Regions from separate parts of the Mus musculus genome. Here regions 2, 3, 4, 5, 6 and 7 are each linked to region 1. Evidence: chromatin contacts called from public ChIA-PET and promoter capture Hi-C data. All regions are on one chromosome and are shown on one strand. The core of a region is the stretch at or near the end of the contact, and the rest is flanking DNA. Distances in the headings are between cores, read along the strand shown.

Region 1 (3,150 bases), core at 386-2,885:
GATTAATGATAGCTGAGTTTGAGCTTGGTACTGACAGTGGTTCCTGGAACTCAGAGGACCCTGAAATGGAGCTATCTCAGTAAAAGAAACATATATATATATAAACATATTTTGGGCTCTGGGGAGTAATGGCTAGCACTGGCCAATTGTAAAGGTGAAGTTTGTTCTTGGTGAAAAACTTCACTTTCCTTCATTTTCTAGGACATTCTTTGTGAACAAGCCCTTCCATGCAAGTACATGCATTTCCCCACGTACACGTCTGTTAATTAAGTGAATCTCAGCTTCCTGCTACCTACTCTCAGCAAAGTGTCTGTGGATTTAAAAGGCCCACTGCATGTTCTTGGGCAGTAACCAAGACTCTCTGACCCCTCCCCATGCAGGAGACACTACAAGGACAGAACTTCCTGTGGATCGCTCACGCATCCATCCACTCAACTCTTACAGAAGACCTTCACGATATGGCCCTGACCTTTCTTTCTGTGGGAGCTTAATGAACATCAGTCTACTCTCACACAGTTTATACTCTAGAAGAAGGGCAAGGCCATAAACAAGTAAACACAAGTACTCAATGTAATTTCAGGTAGTGCTGAGTGGATGGGTGGCCTAAGGTGTTCCCATAAGCACTCTGAAGGTGATATGCGGGTAAATTAACAGCCTATGCAACTGCCTCAAGTCGGGAAGCAGCACTAACCTCCTGTGCTCCGAGAAGCCTGAGAGGGTTGTGGGCGAGTACAGAAAAGCAAGAGACTAGGTTGGGAAGCAGGGCTCGAGCACCCGAGTCTTCTAGATCGGATAAAGACCCTGGACTTTCATTACAAGTCTCACAGAAACCATGACTGTAAAACTCTATGCAGCTGCATCTATCTCACTTAGGAACACACTCTACAAAGTGTAAAGAAAACGCGCGAGATCAACAGGAGAGGGATAGTAGCAGTGTTCTAAGGAAAAGGAGGCAGGGAACAGAAGTCAAATTAAGAATAAGCTTTGACACAAATAGAAAGGACAGTTTCACGGTAGGTGGGTGTGAGCCTCAAACAGGTTGGGAATAACAAAGGATTTGTAAACAGTTTCTAAAAAAGAGAAGACAAGACAAAGAGTCCCATTACGATCGATCCTCACATCGTGTAGAGGCGAGCTTTTGGAAAGGCCTTCATCTGCTGGCCGGAGCTTTGTCAGAGAGCGGGAAGAAAAGGGAATGAAACTGATGTGTGCTTCTCAGAAAAGTGACAGGTGGTAAACACCCCCGGGCAGGTAGGGGGTGGGACAGCAGCAAGGCACTCCTGAGTTCCCCTTTTTGTGGGGAAGGTGTTAAAGAAGTCGCATTTTCGAAGCAACCTCGTCTTGGCTGGCCAGAAAGTGAGGGAAACCGGATGGACATCCGGGCTGTGCATTGGGACCCTCCCCATAACGGATCTGCAAAGTCGTGGACCCGAAGTGCAAAAGACAAGGAGAACCGCAGGGCAAGGTTAGGATTTGTGGGGAGAAACTTCTCAGCCACCAGCACCGTTACCTACATGAAACCAGCACCCCCGGTCACCAGGACCCGCTTCGCGAAGCTGCCGGGAGGACCAGAACGCTCCTCCCGGCTCGCAGCGGACATCTTCAGCTCTGCAGAGCCAGCGCCGTAAAGCGCGGCGTCTGAAGAACCGAGGGAAGCAGCTTCACGACGCTTTACGACATGCCCCGCCCCCGACACGTTCAAAGGAAGTCGCAGAGGCTTCCGGGTTCTCCCAGACCCCAAAAGAGGGGCGGAGCCGGCAGTGGCACTGCGCAGGCGCGCACTCTCTAGCCCATAGTCACCAGCTAGGAGAAATTAGGGTCATTGGTACTAGGGTCTGGAATATTTTCTAAGCAAGTGTCACCAGCATGGATTACTACTATAGGTGCTTAGAAATTCGGAGTTATGAATCGATGCCTTCATTTTTGAACTTCAGCTATGCTCATAGACTAACACCCAGCTGAGCAGAATCCTCTAGAATGTATGCAGTATGGAAATGGAAAGTTGCATTGCAAAATTATGTTTCACTGTTGTAAATACTGTCACAAAAGGCGAAGGCCGCTTGCAATCATGATAAGTAAGTTTTGCAGAGTTCCCTGGAAGGTTTTACTCTCTTCTCTTGTCTGCTCACTGTGCCCCAATCCTGGTCCTTCTTGCTCTTATTTATATTACCAGGTGTTCTTCCCTGGTCTACCTGCCCTTTCCTCGGATGTCTGACTAGTGTTTACCTCCTTCAGTTCTCAGTTTGAGTGCCATCTTCCTATTAGAGTCATTCCTTGACTCTAACCATGCAGAACCATTTTTTTTTTTTTGTTTTCTTCTTATCATTCATCAACAAATTGGCCACTGATGTAATTTCTCACTGTCTCTGCTCCATGGAGGTAAGGCCATTCATTTCTCTGGGACCAGATCTATCACACACTCATCAACAAGTGGGCTTATCATATGATTGCTCACTGCTGTTTATATTATAGTCTGCTGCTTTCTATGAATTCGGAGGCTCTACCAAGTGGGAGTGATTAGAAGTCATATTAATTTTTTATGTACCGAGGCATCAAAAAAAAAAAAAAAAAGCCTGTCTTCAGTGAAAGAGAATAACATTACTGATCAAGAAGAAAGACATGAAGCCAGCAGGTGATAGCACACACCTCTAGTGCCAGCACCTGGGAGGCAGAAGCAGATGGATCTCTGAGTTCAAGGACAGCCTGGTCTACAGAGTGAGTTTCGGGACAGCCAGGTTACACAGAGAAACCCTGTCTCAAGCACACACACACACACACACACACACACACACACACACACACACGAGACAAAGGGAAAGTGCCTACAGTAATCAAAGCCCATGCTCTGCTTTTCCTTTAGAATCAACCTCACCCACGTTCTTGGTTTACCATTTACACAATTAAAGCTTTCAACAACTTAAACTTAGTAGGGTTTTATTTTATCAAACAATGAAAAACCTGGCAATGCTCTGAAAGAAAGGTTCAGAGAGCACCATCAAGAAACCCAGGCAGTCAATCTGTATAAACAAAGGCTGGAGGGAAGTGTGGCCCAGTGGTTAAGAACGCTAGTTTCTCTTCCAGAGGACCCAGGTTAGATTCCTAGCACCCACATGGTAGCTCACAACCTTCTGTAACTCCAATTCCAGGGTA
Region 2 (3,150 bases), core at 458-2,957, 870 kb after region 1:
TATGCATGTGTGCAGGTACATATGCACGTATGTAAGCATGCATGAATATTTTCGGAGTTGATTGTGACAAAGAGTTGGGCCCGGCCAGAGTGTGGGTATATGAATGTTTGAATGTATATGCGTCTGTGTACATTTGCCTGTATACAGCATCTTAATTCTTTTTTTTTTTTAAAGATTTATTTATTTTATTAATGTAAGTACACTGTAGCTGTCTTCAGACACTCCAGAAGAGGGAGTCAGATCTTGTTACAGATGGTTGTGAGCCACCATGTGGTTGCTGGGATTTGAACTCCTGACCTTCGGAAGAGCAGTCGGGTGCTCTTACCCACTGAGCCATCTCACCAGCCCCAGCATCTTAATTCTTTTCCTTTCCTTCCTCTGTGGTTCACAAAGAGTTAACCAGCTTAGCCAGAGAGGCTTCTGGCTGCTGACTCACCAGAGTAAGGAGCCCAGCAATAAATTTTTGCATTTAGTCCCCTGCTGTTCTACAATGAGGTGATAAATAGTCTCTGGCCTCAGAGCTCAGACGGCAGTGGCTTAGACTTCACCCAGGCAAGGGCCCTGCTCTCTTCTCTGCCGTCTTTTCCTCCCGGTTGGCTTTTGTTTCCAGGTGGCCTCATTCGTGCTTCTGCACTGAGCTCCTCATCCTCCTGCCTCACTCTCTGCAGTGCTGGACTTAGAAAAAAAGCTGCCCCCATCTCCACTCCATGCTTATCAGCAAATTCTAATATAAAACCTGAAAATACACCTTTGTCCTTGATATGTCGTTTATATCCTGTGAATTCACTTTATATACACGAACACTTAAGTATTCCTGCATTAGAAATTCTGTACACTTGTCAAATATTTTCATGATTACTGATGACAAATATCCTGAAATGAGCTAATAATTCTATACATACAGATTTGGAAATGAAGGTGGCTTTTCATTATCTCCAGCTAAATTTAGAGCCTTTCCTAAGTAAGTCATGGACAGATGGAAACTTGATGGTTTCACTGTTGATGGTGGACGCAGGAGAGAAGGGCCACACTCACCACTCACCGCTAACCTTCCCAGCAAGTCAGCAGCTAGAGGAAAACCCGTGCATACCCGCGCAGGTGCGCGGAACCCGTGCATACCCACGCAGGTGCATGGAACCTGTGCATACCCGCGCAGGTGCGCGGAACCCGTGCGTGCCCGCGCAGGTGCGCGGAACCCGTGCGTGCCCGCGCAGGTGCGCGGAACCCGTGCGTGCCCGCGCAGGTGCGCGGAACCCGTGCGTGCCCGCGCAGGTGCGCGGAACCCGTGCGTACCCGCGCAGGTGCATGGAACTGTTTTTATAACGAATAATGTACACATGTCTTAGTTTTACTTGCCAAATTATACAATAATAATAATGGCTGTTTCAGATAGGAACTGCCATGTTGTACGCAGACGGTACTTCTTGTCACACTTTCCCGTCTGCGCACGCTCTGCTAGTGTGTTTTTAAACTCCAGGTTCTTAGTGGATATAAAAAATGTCGTGTCGTGTATGTCTAAAAACTAACAGTGACAATCAATGAGCAATGCAAATCCTCATGTTCATGTTCAGTTAGATGCAAAGCAAGCTTTAGTAAAAAGTAATCGCTCTTGTTACCTGGTCAGCATCAACAAATATGACTTTGTCCACAGCCAGTGGGAAAAGGACATCAAGGAAAAGGATTTTGTAACCCCAAATGATTCGCTGCTTGTCAGTCTGTTGATGAAGCCAGTGGGGCCACTTATACTGCACAAGCTCATACTGGAATCCATATTCCTTAGCCATGTGAGGAATTACCTCCTAGACACATATAACAAATCAAACAATACATTTTAGAAGAAGCTTACTATAAATCATTATAAAGAAACTGAAAACTGCTTAAATACTATTCTAATAAACTTGTTCCCAAGCTGAAAGGGAGTGTGTGAAGGAGGAAGGGGAGGGAGCGGCAGCAGACGTGTCTGTTGGAGGAAGTACGTCACTGGAGGCGGGCTTTGAGAGTGTTGAAAGACTGCTTCAAGCTTGTGGCTCAGCCTCCTGCTCCAGCTCACGCCCACTGCTTGCTGCCTTGCTTCCCCAAACAGACTCCTCAGGAACTGAGACAGACAGGTAGTTAGGCCAATGACCTTCTGGCTGGAGGGAGGGCCTGGCTACTGTGAACAGAGCAAAGCTACAGGCTTACACCTGCGCACTCACCAGTGTTTATGTTATGCACGAAAGCACCGTACGAAGAAGAAACAGAGAGAAAAAGCAAACCAGAAAGGAAAACCCCGTTTTGAAGAGGCATTACTTTTGCCATGAAGTGCTGCAAGGTTTTTATCCAGAGAATGGTTTTTCTAATTAGTGATAGCATCTGCTAGGACGGATCCTGTATTGTGTCATCTCAGTCCATGTGTTTTCCACTCCCATGCCCTATTTGGCAAATACACATTTAAAAACCTCACATTGAAAAGGGAAATGTTTTCAGAGATTACAATGGTAACAAAGAAATTAGTATCAAGCTTTAGCCACATTGTAAAATAGCCATGTGCTTACTTTAAATGTTGGCGAGAGGTAATTCTTCAGAAACCAGAACTTCACGGGAGTTTCGGTGTTCCGCAGAACAGAAAGCATCATAATCCTAAGTCAAAGGACATGGAGACAAATACAGGGTAACTTATATTCAGAGGCCTTTAAATGATGACTTATGAATACACATTGTGAAATATGTAGAGGTAAACTAAAACACCTTCAGACATTATGGCTGTGACAATAGGCAGTGCATAAGGATGTAAGGGTGCAAATATCACAGAGCCACTGTGTGATCAATACAAGGCTTTCAGAAGAGAAGGGACTGGTGCATTCTGGGACTCTGCCATGTGGTTGCTTTACCCAGGCCTTTCAGTGAAGGAGAGAGGCGCGCCCCTGAAAGTGCTCTCTAAAGCACCAGGATCAGAACTGAAATATCTCTGAGGCATTCTTTGTGGTCCTTTATATAAACTCTTAAAAATATTCTTTAAATTCTGAATACCATCTTCTTCTTCTCCACTGACTTCGTTCTTTTTCCAAATATGATATTCCTTCATGGGAAAGGAAAATTTACAATATATATTTTTTCTCATTATCTTGTTAAATTCAACGCATTTCTAACATTAATTAAAACTATTCTAAA
Region 3 (3,150 bases), core at 468-2,967, 760 kb after region 1:
CTGGGACACACGGTGTCACGTTGTCAGGGATACGATACACGAGCCCCATCTGTATCAAAATAAAGGATTTCTGCTTTTCCGTTTCCTGACATAAGAAATCTCTCATTAACTTACCCGCAGAAAATTCAATCAAGCAGAAGATTAGGGGACCAAAATAACAAAATGCTGCACATCACACAGGTCGAAACACACAATCCACATCTAGGCGGCTCTTGCTTTCAGTACCGTGCGCTATACAGCGCAGACATGCACTACCAAGGTCCAGACCCGAGTGAACAAGGAAACCCCAAAGCTTCGTTACCTTTTTCCTCCTCTGAAGAAAGTTCTTCTATTGGTTCCAGTATGTGTGAAGAGAACACTTGCTCTGTCAATGAAGAAGAAAAGGAGTTACACGAATACATTTGTTTGCTTCCAAATAATTTATACAGACATACATAGGTATATACAAGCTACTATATGCACATATCCCCCGATATATTTTGCCTAAATAGCAAAGATCTATTGGGAAATACTAAGGCAATAACTTCTGATTTTATTATTTTAGTTTATTTATTTATTTATTTATTTTTAAAGATAGGGTCTTATATAGCTGAGGCTGGCCTTGAACTCTCTTTATAGTGAGCAGTGACCTTTAACCTTGATCCTGCTTCCACCTCCTACACGGTTGGGTTGTGAGCATGGTCCACCATGCCTGGCTGAGGCGGCAACAACTGGCCACTTTTTCAGGAACTCTCCGATTTCTAGGTATTCTCTATTAACTTCAATTATTTTTAAATTACATATTTCGAGGACTCAAGCCTCTCATGCCTTAATCTCTCGCTGACACATGAGATACAACTTAAAAAGTTCTTTCCCATGAGCCATCTGTTTAAAATACAACAGCAGAGATAAAGCCAAGTAGAAGCCAGACCGTCCGTCCAAGAGGGACGGATTAGAACTTCATAGCACACACCTATGCCTGGCCACCTGCTGGAACTCTTAACTTTTGGCTAGGAGAAGCTGGCAAAGATGAAAAGAGCGAGTAAAACTCGAGTGTGAAGCAAGAGCGGGTAAGCAGTCACACGGAGACACAATCTTACAGATATCCAAGGCCCCAAACTCCAGCTCTGTCTTAGAGAGCCCCCAGGGCGAGGCTACAGGCTGGAGATGAGCCTGGCCTTACAGTAGGGTGAAGTGGAGAGAGCTATCCCATCTCACCCAGGACATGAGTTGGAGACTGGGAAATACGATGCCCGGTTGACTTTTACCAGGGACATGACTTTTATCCATCTGCACAAGGAAATCTGCCAGGAGCTCTATCAAACCAAGCCCCATCCTGGGAAGGGATGAAAGACACATGGGGAAGGTGCTGGGGCAGGGGCCGTGGCGGCATTCGGGATTGAGGCACCGGCAACAGGCAACCATCAAGCTGGCTTACAGGATACACAGCTCACCCACCTGCAGCTCAGAGACCACAGAGCACTTTTCCTCCTGACACTCTTTCACCCGCCTCCCCCCCGTCACCCTAAGCAGTCAAAGAATCTCTAACTATGCTGTATATAAGTGCCAGGCCATCCACCAGGCCATCCACGCTCGAGGTCACACTCCTGTCCCTCACTGTGGGAAGGTTTTCGATCCAAGTCTGACTGGAAAATAAAAGGCTCGCATGCACGATTGCAGGGGCCTCCACAGTTCTTGAGCTCTCACGGGTTTCGTGCAGAGCTGGGGCATAACACCTTCCTACCACAGGAAGCAATAAAAGCTGAGAGTCCCTCTCAGACAAGACAAGCTACAAAGAAGCCTCTGAGACCAGACCAGAGACCATCAGAGCTTTCCAGAAGTCTAGAACAGTCATTTGGAAAAAACTCTAATGTGATGAGTTCCCTGCAGGCCGTGGAGTGTGCTCCAGGTTCCAGGCATTAGCGAGCTGTCGCGCATGCTCCCATGCACCCATGTCCCTCGGTGGAGCTGTTGCCTGAATCATTTCTGCTTCTGTAAGTAGCCAGCTCTTAGGGAAGAACTGTTAGGTCCACAGTTACCAATAGCCCAAGCTGCTCTTTCCAGCCTTGATTCTTTGGACATACTCTGTCCAAGCCACTGTCTCCATAATCCAGCTCTCCAATCCTTCATGCCCAGCATGATCAAGGACATCCAAAGGCTACGCATGTCCACAGAAACACCTCGACAAGTGGAGTCTTGTGCTTAGTCCTCCTTGAATAATCAGAACCAACATCTCCCTCAAGTCTCTTCTGTGTGCTCTGTGCTCAGCTAAGTGATTAGCTGTGCCACTACTATAGTCAGTGTTTGCCTGCTACATATTCTGCCCATTGTCTGCCCTACCTAGAATGCCATTCCAACACATTCATTTTTGCCTCCATGACTCAAATTGCCAGAGACTGACAACCCATATCACCATAGTCTATCTGTTCCCTTGTAATAACACAATGGCAACTATTTGGTTATTTTGTAGACTGCAAATTCCTTAAGGACAGACTTTGTTTCCATTTATTCCTGAGGCTGCTGCACCTGGCCTTGGCCTTGCACATGCAGGTTATGTTAGCATTCTGTCTAAACTCCACCCCATAGTTACCAGGCAACAACCATGTAGGCCTGACCCACTATAAAAGTGGCTGCTTGCCCTCTCCTCCCTCTCTTACTCTTTCTTCCCCCTTGCCCTCTTGGGCTCTTCCCTTCCCCTCTCTCTCCACGTGTTCATGACCATGGCTGGCCTCTACTTATCTACTCTCTCCCTCTCTCTGCCTTTCTCTGCTTCTACTACCCTCTTAACTCTTAAATATCGATTAATTAGCACTTTAGTTCCTGCATGGTTCTGTGTGCATAGGTGTATAAGTGTGTGTGTGTGTGCATGTGTGTGTTCATATGTTCTGTGTATGTACATCTGTGCATATGTCTATGTATGCTGTGTGTGTATGTGCACGGGTATTCATATGTGTGTACAATGTGTGTATGTGTGCGCATATGTTCATGTGTGCTATATGTGTATGTGTGTGCATGCGTGTGTGATGTGTGTGTTTGTATGTATATACATGTATGTGTATGCATGTATGTATTGCATGAATGTGTGCATGTATGTGTGTGCATGTGTGTGTTCTGTATGTGTACATTGTGTGCATATGCTCATGTGTGCTGTGTGTGTATGTGCATGGGTGT
Region 4 (3,150 bases), core at 239-2,738, 720 kb after region 1:
CTGGGGAGACAGCTCAGTCAGAGCAGGGCCTGGACTCAGCTTCTCAGCACCTCTGTAAAAGCTGAGCGTGACAGCAACCTCAGAGCTCACTGGCCAGTCAGTTTGCTAGAATGGTGAGCTCCTAGTTTGGTGATGGATCCTGTCTCAGAAAATAGGGTGAACAGCCCTAAAGGTTGATATTTAATGTCTAACTCTGACCTGCACACACACACACACACACACACACACACACACACACTCACACACACTCGCACAGCACACACACATATTCTCACACATGCATGCATACAGATACGCACACAAGCCGCACCCACACGCCCACACACTCTCACCTACTGTGTGCATACACTCACACACATGCACAAACACTATGCACACACTCATAATTCTCTCTCTCACTCACACAAGCAAGATAAAAACAAAAGTCGAGAAGGGCTGGGGAGATACACAATCAGTAAAGCTTGAGTTTGGATCCCCAGCCCCTCTGTAAAAGGCCAGACCCGCGGTGGGTGTACAGCTGGGGAGGGAGGCAAAGAAAGGGAATCCCTGAGACTCGCGGCACGGGCCTAGGCCAATCTGAAAGACAAGTCGCAGTGAGAAGGACCACTAAACAAAGTAGATGGCACCAGGGGCTGCTCTCTGGTCTCCACACTCACAGACACACACACGCACACGCACACACAACTGAGCAAAGATTCATAGACATCTCTCTCTTGCTTCAGAACCCTCCCAGACCAGACTCCCCAAACTGAAAGTGTGTTGCTCTGGGGGGAAAACGAGTCAAATGACAGCCCCATATCTAGTGCATTAATTAGCCAAGACCCTCACGGGGCTCTCTGGAACTTGAGCTGGGCTCATCGGCTACCTCCCAATTAAGTCTGAGCTTCCTGATTAATACTTTCCACATGCCACTAGGCCGAAGAGAACTGAATTTTAAGGGGAAGGCCAGTTTCAGTCCCAGTATGCCCCTCTTCACAAGCCAAACAGGGTCACGCAAACAAGCGTTGCTCACTGGCCTTTTGCATTCAGCAAAGCGAGGCTGCGTTACCATACCGTTTCTTTTCAGGGCACACCAAAGTTGTTTCTGTTCTGCTTTTGCAAGGCACCCAGTGAGTCAAGCTATTTGCCGCGGGTAGGGCTGAGTCGGGGTGGCTCGGTGGGAGGCGCAGCAGGCTATCCACATCTGGTTGTCCCTGGACAGCACCAATAAAAGAGCCGGTTTCCGCGGCTCCTCTGTGAGAGATTTGGGAACCTCGGGCCCGGGGGGAGAGGGGAGAGCGCTGGTCTGAGGGCTTTGCGATTGCAGACGACGGGCCAGCTGCTGGGGGCGGGGGACCCAGGAGGTACCCCAAGACCTCCCCGCGCGCTCTGGGTGCCCTGACAGTACTGTGAGTGCGGGTCCGCCAGTGCCCTCAAGTGCCCAGTGGGCGGGACGGAGGCGGTGACCGGGGGCGGAGCCTCGGGGCTGGGCGCGTGGGGGTCGCGGCAGCGGGATCGGGAACCAGCGAGAGCGCCGCTGCAGCCCAGCATGGCTAGCACGGCCTTGGAAATCGTCGCCTTCGTAGTCTCCATCTCGGGCTGGGTGCTAGTGTCTTCCACACTGCCCACCGACTACTGGAAGGTCTCCACCATCGATGGCACTGTCATCACCACAGCCACTTATTTTGCCAACCTGTGGAAGATCTGCGTTACCGATTCCACCGGTGTCGCCAACTGCAAGGAGTTCCCCTCCATGCTGGCGTTGGATGGTCTGCATCTCTTTGGGACCCCATCCCCATCCCTGCTCCTTGCTGGCTTTCCAAGCGGGCGCGTCCTCTTATGGACCGGCCGTGGGATTCCCGGGTGGGGGAGGCTGGGTCTTATACTCTGCCCCGGGAGGGTCTGCGATGCCCGCTGTCTACGGATGGGTGTCCGGTGGGGCGTCTTCTGAGCCTGGGAACCCCTGGTGGTGACGAGTAGGATCAATTCAGGTAGTTGTGGCGCACAAGGCTGGTCCCGCGTCTGTCTGGGACTGAGTGTAGGGCAGCAGAGGCTGGCCACCCCACGACCAAAATCTGATTCTCATTAAAATGACACCACTGAGATCCATGAATGCTCGCCTTGATATCGCTTTAGCGGGTTCATTGAGTCTTTGAAAAGCCAGGCACGGAGGAGAGGCAAAAGAACCATATTGAAGTTTGTTGCTGTTTTCCTTTAAAATCCCTCCTACAAACTTGAGGGCTTGAGCTTCATTCTTTTTCTCAGTTTCAAGAAAATCAGTAGCCCTTGCTCATACGGGGGGTGGGGGTGAAGTGGCTCAGAGGGCAGGGGACGTTGGACAGCAGAGATCAACAGGATGAGTGACCACTCTTCCAGGCTTTGTGCAAGCATTCTGGGTCTTCTTCGCTTGGTATATGAATATATATATATATATATATATATATATATATATATATATATATATAAATTGGAGATAGATATTAACATAGGAAGATGTTATATTTATAATTTATATAATTTATATATTTATATATTTTATATTATATTTATATTTATATATATTTTATATTATATGTATATATATATTGGAGATATATATATATATATACATATATTGGAGATAGATATTACCATAGGAAACTGACCGTTTAGTTTCCAGGGTATAGTCAATACAGTATAATGCTCGTTCATGTTCTAGGCTCTTCCAGGGTTTTGCAAATGACTAAATGGATTCTGGCAGAAACTTAAGAAGAGCAGCTTGCTCCACTTCTAGATGTGAGGCGTTTTCCTTTTCTTTATTATTCCTCTTGCCATTTTTATTTGCATAGCTGGGTAAATAGAAGACTTGATTCCCCTAAGACAGTGCTTGCCACAAAGGGCAAACTGTTGCTCAATTCAGTGTTCTGTGGAAGCTGGTCTATGGGAATAGGTGCCTGCCTTTACAAGGCGGCACCCTGGGCCGGGCCCTGTTGTATAAAGTAAGTAGCTGGAACACTGTTTACTGCGTGCGTTGTTGCTGAGGTTCCTGTGTTCATCGGAGCGCTCATTCGGGAGACAACAGACAAGCTCTTGTTTCTGCGGTTTACATTCAGGAACACAGGATTCACACTATGTTCTAGAACTGTTCTGTTTATTATGCTATTGTAGCCAGGGATAGCCTGCTAGATAAGT
Region 5 (3,150 bases), core at 469-2,968, 660 kb after region 1:
CCTAACCGGCCATAGACAAGGTCTTATCATAAAGGGTATCACTAAGAAATATATATATAAAGGGTATCACTAATATATATATATATATTATATAATTATATAATATATATATATATGCCAGTATGTATGTGCATATTCATGCATGAATGAGTGCACATGGGTGCATAGATGCACATGGATGCAGAAGTGTGTGAGTGTCAGAGGTCAACAGCAAATCCCAAGGATCCGTCTGCCTCTGCCTCCCTGGGGTGGGCTGACAGTGCGTGCTACACTTCCCATACTTGGGCACTAAGGACCAAACTTGGGTCCTGGACAGCAAACATGCTACAGCGGAGACGGCCTCTGCCTCCTCAGAGGACATTTCCCAAGAAAGCGATGCATTCACTCATCCTGAAATGCCTTTCACTTGTGTATTTTGTATTTTGAATGCTCATTGCTGAAAGCTGAATCGTTCTTAATTGAGCTTGCGGTAATTAGCCATCTGGTCTACAATTAAGCCTTTGTCAGATTTTTGTTTTTTTGTTTTTTTGTATTATCAGCTAATTTGATTACCAAAGGTTGACGATTGGCAAGTGGCTATGCTGCCGTTCTTCAGATGCAAAGGGAGCTTGTGGGCTCTGATGTGTTGATTCATTAATGTGTTCTGTCATCAAAGCAATCCCTAGATTCCTGTCAGAGAAGGGGAACAGGACATGGGCCTGTCTAAGGGCAGGTAGCTGACAGTGAGGCAGATATCCAGCAAATATCAGCCTATCATGCTTAGAGATATTTGATGATTAAGTACAAGGGACACAGGATTCCCAGAAGAGCTGATGCTGAAATTGTCTGGCAAGATGGCAGAAATATGCCAAGGGAGGGCAAGAGAGAGGGCATCTCAGACTAAAGAACCTACCCAGCTCTGCAACTTATTAACTGCGTGGCTTGGGGGAGAATGACGAAGACTTGGCTCCTTGGACTGTAGACAGGGAGTGTTGCCTCTTTCAGGATTGGTGGTGAGTTAACGTGTGGGTAGCATGCAGCTGACACCTGCAAGCAAAGGGAGACCTAAAGCAGAAAAGAGCCACATACACCAGGGAACAGGCCAGAGCACTCGCATGGGACGACGACTGGCTGCAGACAAAGAGGAAACTGCTAGAGGCCTTTAAACTCTAAGGCAGGGTTGGACTTCAGCTTGAAAGAGTTAGAAGTGTCAAGAACGTGGTAAGCTTTGGGTGTCTGACAGCACTTGTCACGTGTGAGGATTGTCAGGGCTTCCTATTCGAACCTGAGCATAAGTAGCAGTGGGAACCTAGACAAAGACTTCTGGGAGTGGAGCTGAGGAAGAGTGTCAGAGGCTTATGAGAGATGGAAGGATTCCTGCTGGGAGCTTGGTGACTGACCAGAGAGAAAGGTGGCCACATCTATCCCCAATCTAAGTTCTTGTCCCTCTTCCTTGTTCAGTACTTTCCAGCACATGCCATGGTTTCAAGTTCTCCAATTCTTTCTTCCTGGTGACACATTTTAATTTATTCTTGACAACTGCCTACATGTGCATAATGCATTTTGACTATATTAGCTCCTCCCACCATAGCAGTAGAAACCCTAAGGCCATTGGAGCAGGAAGCTGAGGGCTCACAAGAGAGCACACTGGAAATAGCATGAGTGTCAAAGCCCACCTCCAGTAACAGGCCTCCTACAACAAGGCCACACCTCCTATTATAAGGCCACACCTCTCCTGACAAGGCCACGCCTCCTATTACAAGGCCACACCTCCTAGACCTCCCCAAACAGCACAACCAGCTTGGGACCAAGTATTCAAATACCCAAGGCATAAGTGAGCATCTCATTCAAGCCACCACACTCCTGGATTCCTTCTTCTCAATGACTTCCCTTGCTACTTTCAATTCTATTTTGTGGATGACCTCCTGAGGTTAATGGGGGGTTGCTTGTTGTGTGCCAACTTGACAAAACCTGAAATCTTTCAGAAAGAAAGCAGCCTCAGTTGAGGAAGTGCCTCCATGAGATCCAGCTGTAAGGCATTTTCTCGATTAGTGATCAAGGGTGGAAGGGCTCATTGTGGGTGATGCCATCCCTGGGCTGGTAGTCTTGGGTTCTATAAGAGAGCAGGCTGAGCAAGCCATGAGGAGCAAGCCAGGAGGCAGCGCCCCTCCATGGCCTCTGCATCAGCCTTTTGCCTCTAGGTTCCTGTCCTGTTTGAGATCCTGTCCTGACTTTCTTTGATAAGGAACAACAATGCAGAAGTATACACCAAATAAAGCCTTCCCTTCCCACCTTGCTTTTTGGTCATGGTGCTTCAACCGAGCAATAGAAGAATCTAAGACACTATGTAACCACAGGCAGGAGGTTATCCACAGGGGCATGGCTATACCACTGTAGAAAAGGACTTCCCTCTCTAGAAACTTTTCACTGCTCAAGCCCCTCCCCCATCAGTGATGGACTGTTGGCTGTCCCTATCTCATGTAGGTCCTGTGCAGGCACCTAGCATGCATGATTGCTACATTGTATCCTCCTCATCCTCAAGTGTTCCCATAATTCCTGTCTCCCACCACCACCTCCCACATGTTCCTTGGGCCTTGAGGGAGGCTTTACGGATGAGCACATAGGGATGAGCACCCTCCAGCCAGCTGTTCTCAAAACTTTGACAAACCGCGAGTCTCCACTAACTATCACCACCCATTACAAAAACACATTCCTAACCTCACGTTTAGGAAAATTAAAGAACCGGCTGTGTGGGATGAATTAGAATAGCTTGAGTGGATTTAGTTTTTACGTAAAAGACTGTACATTTTAGAAATTTAATACAAACCCGGGGTGGGGGGGGGGCGGGGAATGGAGTGAGCAAAAGAAATGGATGCAACTTTAGGCGCCACTAGTGGAGCAGTTAGCAAAATTAAGAGAGAAACAAAGTAACCATGCTCCCCAGGGAGCCGCATTCTACCTTAAGAGATTTGAACAAAGGAAACCGCATTCACTCACAGGAGGATGTAACAGCAGGATAGGGTGGTGGGGGTGCATTTAGTGTTCCATACAGGGAAAGGCAAAACATAAAAAGCATAAGGGTGTGCAAAGAAGGAAAGTGGAATTTGGGGTACATGTTACAGTGAAGCTGGATTTAGGATCACCCGGAGAAGTAATTTCTACCAGAGTGCC
Region 6 (3,150 bases), core at 407-2,906, 640 kb after region 1:
TAAACCACAGCAGACTGTGTCACAGCTGTGACTCAGAGTTACAGTCGCAGCCTACAACACCGTTCAATGCCTGTGGTAGCTGAGGGTAGCTTTAAATTACCTCTGAAAGGTAAAGGATGATCTATCAATGACCTTTGCTGTGAAGCCCGCTGCTTCTGTTTGTTTATGGATATTTATAAGGGAGGAAGTGCAGTGTCCAGGGTGTTTTCTCTGTGGCTTCCCTCTTCTTCGTGATCAATCTGTTATTAGACTGATAACCCGCTGCAGCACCAGGGCAAGTGGGATGGCTGCTCTTGAGCACCATTCTCTTCTCTTTGATGAAGCACTGCTGGGAGGCACACTGGCTCCGGACCGTGGGGAAACCCCTGTCTTTAGGATATAACCCCACTGGCATCACTTTTGCCTTGGATACTCCCAACCTTGGAAGGACTGACCCAGAGTGTAGAGAACTGGAGGGTTCCGTGAAAGGGCTCCATGTAAGTCTATTAGACCATCGGTGAAGTGTCAGATGCCCTTCTACAAAACATGGTGTAAGTGTAAGGGGCTTTTCTGTGCGGCAGGAATTAATTGGGTGCCAAATGTAAAAGGGTGAGCTTTTCTATGCCTGCCCTTGCTTTGAATAATGACACAGAGACCTGGTATATTTATTGAAAACTTCAGGCACTGAGCTGGGCAGATTCTGATATTCTAACTGGACTGTGCTGGTCTGGACTATTTTCCAGCCACAGGGCATTCCTGCCATCTTGGTCTCCCTCTGGCTTTCCTCAGTCCTGCCCTCTTGGCATCTCTTCCCCCATCTGATACCCTCTGCCTTCTCTCTCTGGGCACAGAAGGCTCTCTTATCCTCTCCAGCCCAGACATAAGCTGACCAGCTCTTTACTGACCAGTCAGAAGATGGTGGACAACCGTGTTTTACAAAATCACGAAATGTCATGAAAAGCTTCATAATAATAACAACACCGGAGCCGGGCATGGTAGCACACGCCTTTAATCCCAGCACTCAGGAGGCAGAGGCAGGTGGATTTCTGAGTTCAAGGCCAGCCTGGTCTACAAAGTGAGTTCCAGGACAGCCAGGGCTATACAGAGAAACCCTGTCTGGAAAAACAAACAAACAAACAAACAAACAAAAATAATGACAACACCCAGGGCCAGGCTGCAGCCAGAAATCAGCATGTGACTACACAGTGCACAAACACCTCCCCCAACAACAAGGATTAGAGAAACCGGGGCGAAAATAATATCCTCCAGGTGTAGAGCGCTCAATTTGTGACTACTTCTCAACGACAAGATATTAAGTTTCTATGGTGTTCCAGTTCCTCCAGAGTACTGTGTACTTAGTAGTTGCATGGTGCTGTACTTGATGCTCAGTAACATCCTTCCACTAACTTCTCACCAAGTGACTCACGGCTGTCTTTCTCAGTAAGGAAATTAAAGCTAAACTCTCTGGTCCTGGGAAGATAGAGGATTGGAAGACCGGATATCGGAAGTAAGTAATCAGCCGTCTTAGCCTCAGCTCTGGTCTTCTGCTTCCATTTACTTCCACGGCCAATCATTCTTAAGAAGAGTTCTAGTTTCAGGTCACCTCCCTTCTGAGCCTTCTGAGCTGAGTCGGTGGCCACAGTGTCTTATTGGTGTGTGGCCGCCACCTACTGGTCACGATATGCAACTGCAAGAGTGGGCAGGATGTGTGGATCCCTAGCGCGTGTTCAAGGTGATTGGGGTTCTTAGCTCTCCTCACCCACACACCTAGGAAAGGCTACAAGAGGCCTGACTTACGGTCGGTCGTAAGAGGGGGGAATGGATGGCTAAACGTGACGTATTCCGACATTGAATAATAAGGTATAGATGTGCAATCATGCACGGTGTACCGTGACAGCACCACGTTCCGTAAATGCACAGCGTTTAAAAGTTGCCTTCCCCTGAATGAGTGAGTGTGAAAGTCACACCCAACGCCTGCTACACATTTGCTAACCCGTATTAATAAATCCGCCAGTGATCCGTGGTTCCTGTGCAGTCACAGATAAGGTGTCTTATCTGGGTGATTCTGGAATGACCGTAAGGTGCTTGGTTTTCCCGTAACCAAGTTAAATAAACACAAGTGAAACTAAGAGGGTGTGCTCAGCAGAGTTAATAAGCAAGTGAATCTTCCGTAAGCCATGTTGGGATAACTAGAATAAAGAGTGTTGGGGCCAGCGAGATGGCGGCATGAGTGAAGGCACTTGCCACCAAGCCTGACAGTGAGAGTCAATTCCAGGGACACACATCGTGGAAGGGAAGAATCAACTCCTACAAGCTATCCACTGACACACACACACACACAAACACACACACACTCACATATACACTCACACACATATCACACACACACATACACGCACACACATACACACACATCACACACACACATCACACACACATATACAGTCACACACACATCACACACACATACACATTCACACACATCACACACACACATCACACACACATCTCACACACACATTTCACACACACACATCTCACACACACATTTCACACACACACAGCACACACACACAGCACACACACATCTCACACACACACACACATCACACACACACACACTCCTCTTTCAATTAATAAATGTAATCATTTTTCAGAAGTTTAAAAAACTAGAGCTATAAACAGCAGGTAACAACGCTTTCCCACAGATGAGGGTGTGGGAATGCCAAGCTTCTGCACACCTTACTGATACCAGGGCATCCGCTTCTGGACCCAGAGAAGGGGGTCCTTCTAGTGCACTTTTGTTGATGCCATTTGGCCAGTGGTATTTGGTTAGGGTAGCCCAAATTGCAAATGAGGCCACCAGGCCTCCCTCTGGCCTCTTTCCAACCAAATTGTTTTCCCTAACCTGCTCATGATAGAAATTCTGGCATGGCACCCCTACAACTTGACGATCATCTGCTGTTTGCCGGTATAACCTGATGCAGTGGAGCTCCGAGGTGAGCCATTCCAGGATCACGGAGCAGAAAGACATCCAGATCAAAAGTTGACGAGCTTAGAAGAGGATCCACACGGGACAGACAAGGGTCATGGGGCCTGAATCCTGAGCCATCCAAAGATCGTCTGTGCTGATGCTCTTAGCCACCTCAGCCCTGGAGGTCGCATGAATGT
Region 7 (3,150 bases), core at 408-2,907, 570 kb after region 1:
GCTGTCTCAAGCAAACAAACAACAGCCGATTGTGCCTTGCTACCTTATCCTAGCTGGTCTCAGCTCCATAGCTGCTCAAGTCATCCTCCCACCTTAGCCTTCCAAGAGACAGGGACTGGAGGTATGTGCCACCCACACCCAGCTCTCGCTTCACCTCCATTCTGAAAGTCCGCTCACAGGAAAATCATCAGGAGGTCTGTGTATTGCCAAAAGCTCGGGAGACCAAGACAGCCCACCCGCTCTGAGTTATGTATTTTTTTTTTAAATTCATTTCACCACATTCCTTCTTCCCGCAAGCTCCTCTTGACCGAGTGTCCAAAATCGGATCCTGCACACACTGCATCAGCAGTTAAAAACAGTAGTAAATGACTCTGAAGCTCCCTAGGTTTTCACATTTTAAAAAGGTAACATTAGAACGTGAGGAAGATGAAATGGCGGAGGTCAAGGAATAAAAACTATTCTTGTTAGCCAAGCGTGTACTAGCCAGCCCAGGCTACTAGGCGGAAAACTACTTAGGAATGTCATCTATCTAAACCTCTTCACCTGTTTCCTACAAAAAGAGGGGTGGGGCGGAGACCAGATCAGGGAACCCATCAGTGGTTTTAGGCATGGAAACCTTGACTCCTGTCTCTGAACACATCTTGGTAAGACCCCCAACAGGCTTCCGAAACTCATTCCCAAGAGGGATATGGCCATCAAAGGCAGAAATGAAAAGTCCATCTAACAGGGGAAAATGTACTCCACTATGGCTGCGTTTCTGTCAAGAGGAAAACATCATGTTGATCTTGCTCAAGAGTAGTGTCCCCATTCGTAACTAAATAAAACATCGTAATAAAGTGACCTTTTAACTCACAGCCATACTTAGGTACTAGGACACACACAGAGGGGCCAGAAGGAGAGACGGGATCCTAGAAGTTAAACTTCCTTACACACACACACACACACACACACACACACACACAGGCAATCAATGGACCTGAAAGATGTCTGGTAAGGTGTTTCAGAAGGCCATGGGGACAACAGAGTTTGGCGTTCGCCCAGAACTCTAACTTCAGCTGCTTTTTGATAAGCCCATCTGTTCACTGCTGCTTAAAGAGAAATAAAGAGGTGCAGTTTGGGTGAGGGAGTTGTGCAAGCCCTGAGCCGGGATGGGAAGCTAGCGAAGGTGGGCATACAGAGCCCGCCCTCCAGGGCACCCCCGCACCTCCCATGGATCCCCACGGTTTCGGGTGGGCGCCACCTGCGTCTGCCACCGGTCCCCGCGTGCCCCTCCTGGAGGAGAGCGGCACGGGCGTGGGGTGCGGGCGGGGACCGCAGGCCGCGTGGCGCACGCGCGACAAGGAGCCCGGAGTGTAAGGCTGTGCAGGAAACGCATCCTCCGACCATCAGGGACCGGCGCTGAGCATCGGACACGCGGCTAAGCCGACGCGGAGCATCTCGTGGACGGAGGAACGGGCCCGGACCCGGCACTCACCAGAAGAACACGCGCGAGCAGAGGTTGGCGTCCTGCAGCGGGTTGGGTTTCACCTCGGTGTGCACCGGCAGCATCTCGCCCGCGGTGCGCGCGGCCGGGCGGCGGCTCCGGGAAGCGCGGGTGAGGATGCTCGAGCTCCGGCCTCGGCCGGAGCCTCGCAGGCAAGCAGCGGCTTCCGGGAACCAAGCGCCGGCCCGCCCTGACCCCGCCTCTCGGGGCTCCTCGGGGCGCCCGCTACGCGCTGTCGCCGCCGCCTCCTCGAGCCTGGGAGAAGCGTGTCGCGTGAGAGCGCAGGGGGACGGCCGCTGGGGAAACGACAGAGACCAACCGCGCGCAGGTGACCGGGGGCGGCTCGGGGAACGCGGAGCCGGGCGGGGAAGCCGCACGTGCTTGAGACCCGTTGCAAACTTTGCCGAAGTTTAAGATCAGCACCCAAGCACCACCCTGAAGGTGGCGGGGGCGGTACCGGCTGTGCCCGCCCCCGCGCTCGGAAACGCCCCCTAGGCTTTGCGCTCCTGGAGATCTGGTGAAAGCCGCCTGGCTTTGCCTGCGGTCCCCTGGCATGCTGCCCTCATCAGGACCAAATAGGGTGCTGTGGGAGATTGTTCCACCTGCAGGCCAAGAGTCGGACCTGGAACAACAGCAAGGTTTATCAGATTGCCTTTGCAGACCTTAAAGCCGTGAAGACCGTCAGGCCACCCGATATTAGGACACAAGGATTTGGGGAGATGAATAGAGTGCTACCATTTCGGACGGCTTCTTGACCTTTCCTACATTGCTTGGCATGGCGGACCTGTGTAAGCAGTTGGCTGTCCTCTTAGATTAGGTAAGGGAAATCAGATAATACGCTGCCTGGCATGTTTCTTTCACGGAGCCCTGAGAGGCTCCCAGAGGATCCGTGGCAAAGGGAACCGATGTTACAGGACACCTTGCTGTGCCTTTCTATAAGCCTACTCCGCTTCTAATTTACTTTTCGAAATGGTTATTACTATTTTACTGAATAAATTCAGACTCAAAAGATCTAGCTTGTCCGAGATCTTAAGGTTAGTGATGATGAAATCTGACTTGTACTCAAGCTGGCATAAGAAGTGCCAGGGTGCCCCGACACAGTGAGGAAGGTATGGGTCCTGGCTCGTGGACTAGTGTTCACAAGCCCAGGGTTCTGGCGTGGCCGTGTTAACTGCCTCTGCTGCTTTGGTTCACTTCAGCGCTGGGTAAGGAAAGAAGAGCGGTTTCGAATTCATGGCCCTAGTGACAATTTCACCGGTCCTTTTGCTGTGAGAAAATACTCTGACCAGAAGCAGCTTGGATAAGAAAGAGTTTATTTCAGGCTTACACTTGCAGGTAATAAACAGTCTATCACGGAGAGAAGTCGGGCCCAGAGCTGAAACAACAACAACCCTGTTGGCCTGTTGGTGCTGACTCCAGCCTGCAGTGGGCTGGGTCCTCATGCCATCTCCAATGGGTCATTCTCTCACAGCTGCCATCAGCCAAGCCCATCTGGGCAGTTCTTTACTTGAAGTTCCTAATTTTCTGGTGACTCTAGGTTGTGTCTGGTTGACAATTAAAAAAAAAAAAAAAAAAAAAAAAAGCCGGGCATGGTGGCCCATGCTTTTAATCCCAGCACTCGGGAGGCAGAGGCAGGCAGATTTCTGAGTTCGAGGCCAGCCTAGTCT

Evidence for each region. Promoter capture Hi-C pulls out the DNA fragments that hold promoters and counts their contacts. ChIA-PET counts read pairs in DNA pulled down with a chosen protein or histone mark. Capture Hi-C pulls out chosen DNA fragments and counts their contacts.
Region 2: a promoter capture Hi-C map of pre-B cells shows a contact between it and region 1, with 5 times the contacts expected there. The contact joins the enhancer-like site here to the promoter of Tgds in region 1. A contact is called at or near these places in 8 of 39 promoter capture datasets (the C10 cell line, the HPC-7 cell line, HPC-7-derived erythroid cells and 4 more), 8 of 484 Hi-C or Micro-C datasets (CD4 T cells, Th1 cells, erythroblasts and 5 more), 6 of 115 datasets of contacts at active chromatin or transcription factors (fibro-adipogenic progenitors, large pre-B cells, memory CD8 T cells and 3 more) and 2 of 9 other capture datasets (adipose tissue and liver).
Region 3: a contact with region 1 is called in an RNA polymerase II ChIA-PET map of memory CD8 T cells, with 16 read pairs. The contact joins the enhancer-like site here to the promoter of Tgds in region 1. A contact is called at or near these places in 2 of 39 promoter capture datasets (liver and pre-B cells), 1 of 484 Hi-C or Micro-C datasets (the G1E-ER4 cell line) and 6 of 115 datasets of contacts at active chromatin or transcription factors (astrocytes, bone marrow-derived macrophages, embryonic stem cells and 3 more).
Region 4: a promoter capture Hi-C map of pre-B cells shows a contact between it and region 1, with 3 times the contacts expected there. The contact joins the promoter of Cldn10 here to the promoter of Tgds in region 1. A contact is called at or near these places in 2 of 39 promoter capture datasets (embryonic stem cells and pre-B cells) and 7 of 115 datasets of contacts at active chromatin or transcription factors (astrocytes, bone marrow-derived macrophages, differentiating embryonic stem cells and 4 more).
Region 5: a contact with region 1 is called in a promoter capture Hi-C map of fetal liver, with 5 times the contacts expected there. The contact joins the enhancer-like site here to the promoter of Tgds in region 1. A contact is called at or near these places in 22 of 39 promoter capture datasets (the 3T3-L1 cell line, 3T3-L1-derived adipocytes, the HPC-7 cell line and 15 more), 2 of 484 Hi-C or Micro-C datasets (both in the G1E-ER4 cell line) and 13 of 115 datasets of contacts at active chromatin or transcription factors (acute myeloid leukemia, embryonic basal ganglia, embryonic forebrain and 9 more).
Region 6: a promoter capture Hi-C map of neural stem cells shows a contact between it and region 1. The contact joins the enhancer-like site here to the promoter of Tgds in region 1. A contact is called at or near these places in 8 of 39 promoter capture datasets (the HPC-7 cell line, cranial neural crest, embryonic stem cells and 5 more), 2 of 484 Hi-C or Micro-C datasets (both in the G1E-ER4 cell line), 20 of 115 datasets of contacts at active chromatin or transcription factors (the 230-238 cell line, astrocytes, bone marrow-derived macrophages and 14 more) and 3 of 9 other capture datasets (adipose tissue, embryonic stem cells and macrophages).
Region 7: a promoter capture Hi-C map of liver shows a contact between it and region 1, with 2.8 times the contacts expected there. The contact joins the promoter of Abcc4 here to the promoter of Tgds in region 1. A contact is called at or near these places in 6 of 39 promoter capture datasets (cranial neural crest, embryonic stem cells, hippocampal neurons and 3 more), 3 of 484 Hi-C or Micro-C datasets (CD4 T cells, embryonic stem cells and uterus), 16 of 115 datasets of contacts at active chromatin or transcription factors (the 230-238 cell line, astrocytes, bone marrow-derived macrophages and 12 more) and 3 of 9 other capture datasets (adipose tissue, liver and macrophages).

The regions. Positions count from the first base shown.
Region 1 is chr14:118,131,130-118,134,279 of GRCm38.p6, forward strand. Tgds (TDP-glucose 4,6-dehydratase) reads right to left here and starts at 1,636. Exons shown (of 12, transcript NM_029578.3): 1 at 1,515-1,636. The coding sequence starts at 1,600.
Region 2 is chr14:119,005,529-119,008,678 of GRCm38.p6, forward strand. Uggt2 (UDP-glucose glycoprotein glucosyltransferase 2) reads right to left here. Exons shown (of 39, transcript NM_001081252.2): 33 at 2,535-2,619; 34 at 1,617-1,799. Among named protein-coding and RNA genes, the nearest start is that of Dnajc3, 69 kb to the left of the region's middle. Within about 2 kb of position 1,708, at least 375 of the 459 cell types and tissues checked have an H3K27ac peak or open chromatin away from gene starts, as enhancers often do. A contact at or near this core is called in the HPC-7 cell line, Th1 cells, adipose tissue and 12 more, where this site is marked.
Region 3 is chr14:118,891,469-118,894,618 of GRCm38.p6, forward strand. It overlaps Dzip1 (DAZ interacting protein 1), which reads right to left. Exons shown (of 22, transcript NM_025943.3): 14 at 302-364. Among named protein-coding and RNA genes, the nearest start is that of Dzip1, 32 kb to the right of the region's middle. Within about 2 kb of position 1,718, at least 20 of the 459 cell types and tissues checked have an H3K27ac peak or open chromatin away from gene starts, as enhancers often do. A contact at or near this core is called in memory CD8 T cells, where this site is marked.
Region 4 is chr14:118,853,462-118,856,611 of GRCm38.p6, forward strand. Cldn10 (claudin 10) reads left to right here and starts at 1,489. Exons shown (of 5, transcript NM_021386.4): 1 at 1,489-1,748. The coding sequence starts at 1,529.
Region 5 is chr14:118,792,688-118,795,837 of GRCm38.p6, forward strand. The region is part of intron 1 of Gm52105 (a long non-coding RNA gene); the gene reads right to left. It also overlaps a transcript of Cldn10 not described here. Among named protein-coding and RNA genes, the nearest start is that of Gm52105, 3.4 kb to the right of the region's middle. Within about 2 kb of position 1,719, at least 15 of the 459 cell types and tissues checked have an H3K27ac peak or open chromatin away from gene starts, as enhancers often do. A contact at or near this core is called in the G1E-ER4 cell line and fetal liver, where this site is marked.
Region 6 is chr14:118,766,580-118,769,729 of GRCm38.p6, forward strand. No RefSeq gene overlaps it. Among named protein-coding and RNA genes, the nearest start is that of Gm22379, 7.0 kb to the right of the region's middle. Within about 2 kb of position 1,657, at least 21 of the 459 cell types and tissues checked have an H3K27ac peak or open chromatin away from gene starts, as enhancers often do. A contact at or near this core is called in the G1E-ER4 cell line, neural stem cells and pancreatic cancer cells, where this site is marked.
Region 7 is chr14:118,704,562-118,707,711 of GRCm38.p6, forward strand. Abcc4 (ATP-binding cassette, sub-family C (CFTR/MRP), member 4) reads right to left here and starts at 1,658. Exons shown (of 31, transcript NM_001033336.3): 1 at 1,475-1,658. The coding sequence starts at 1,548.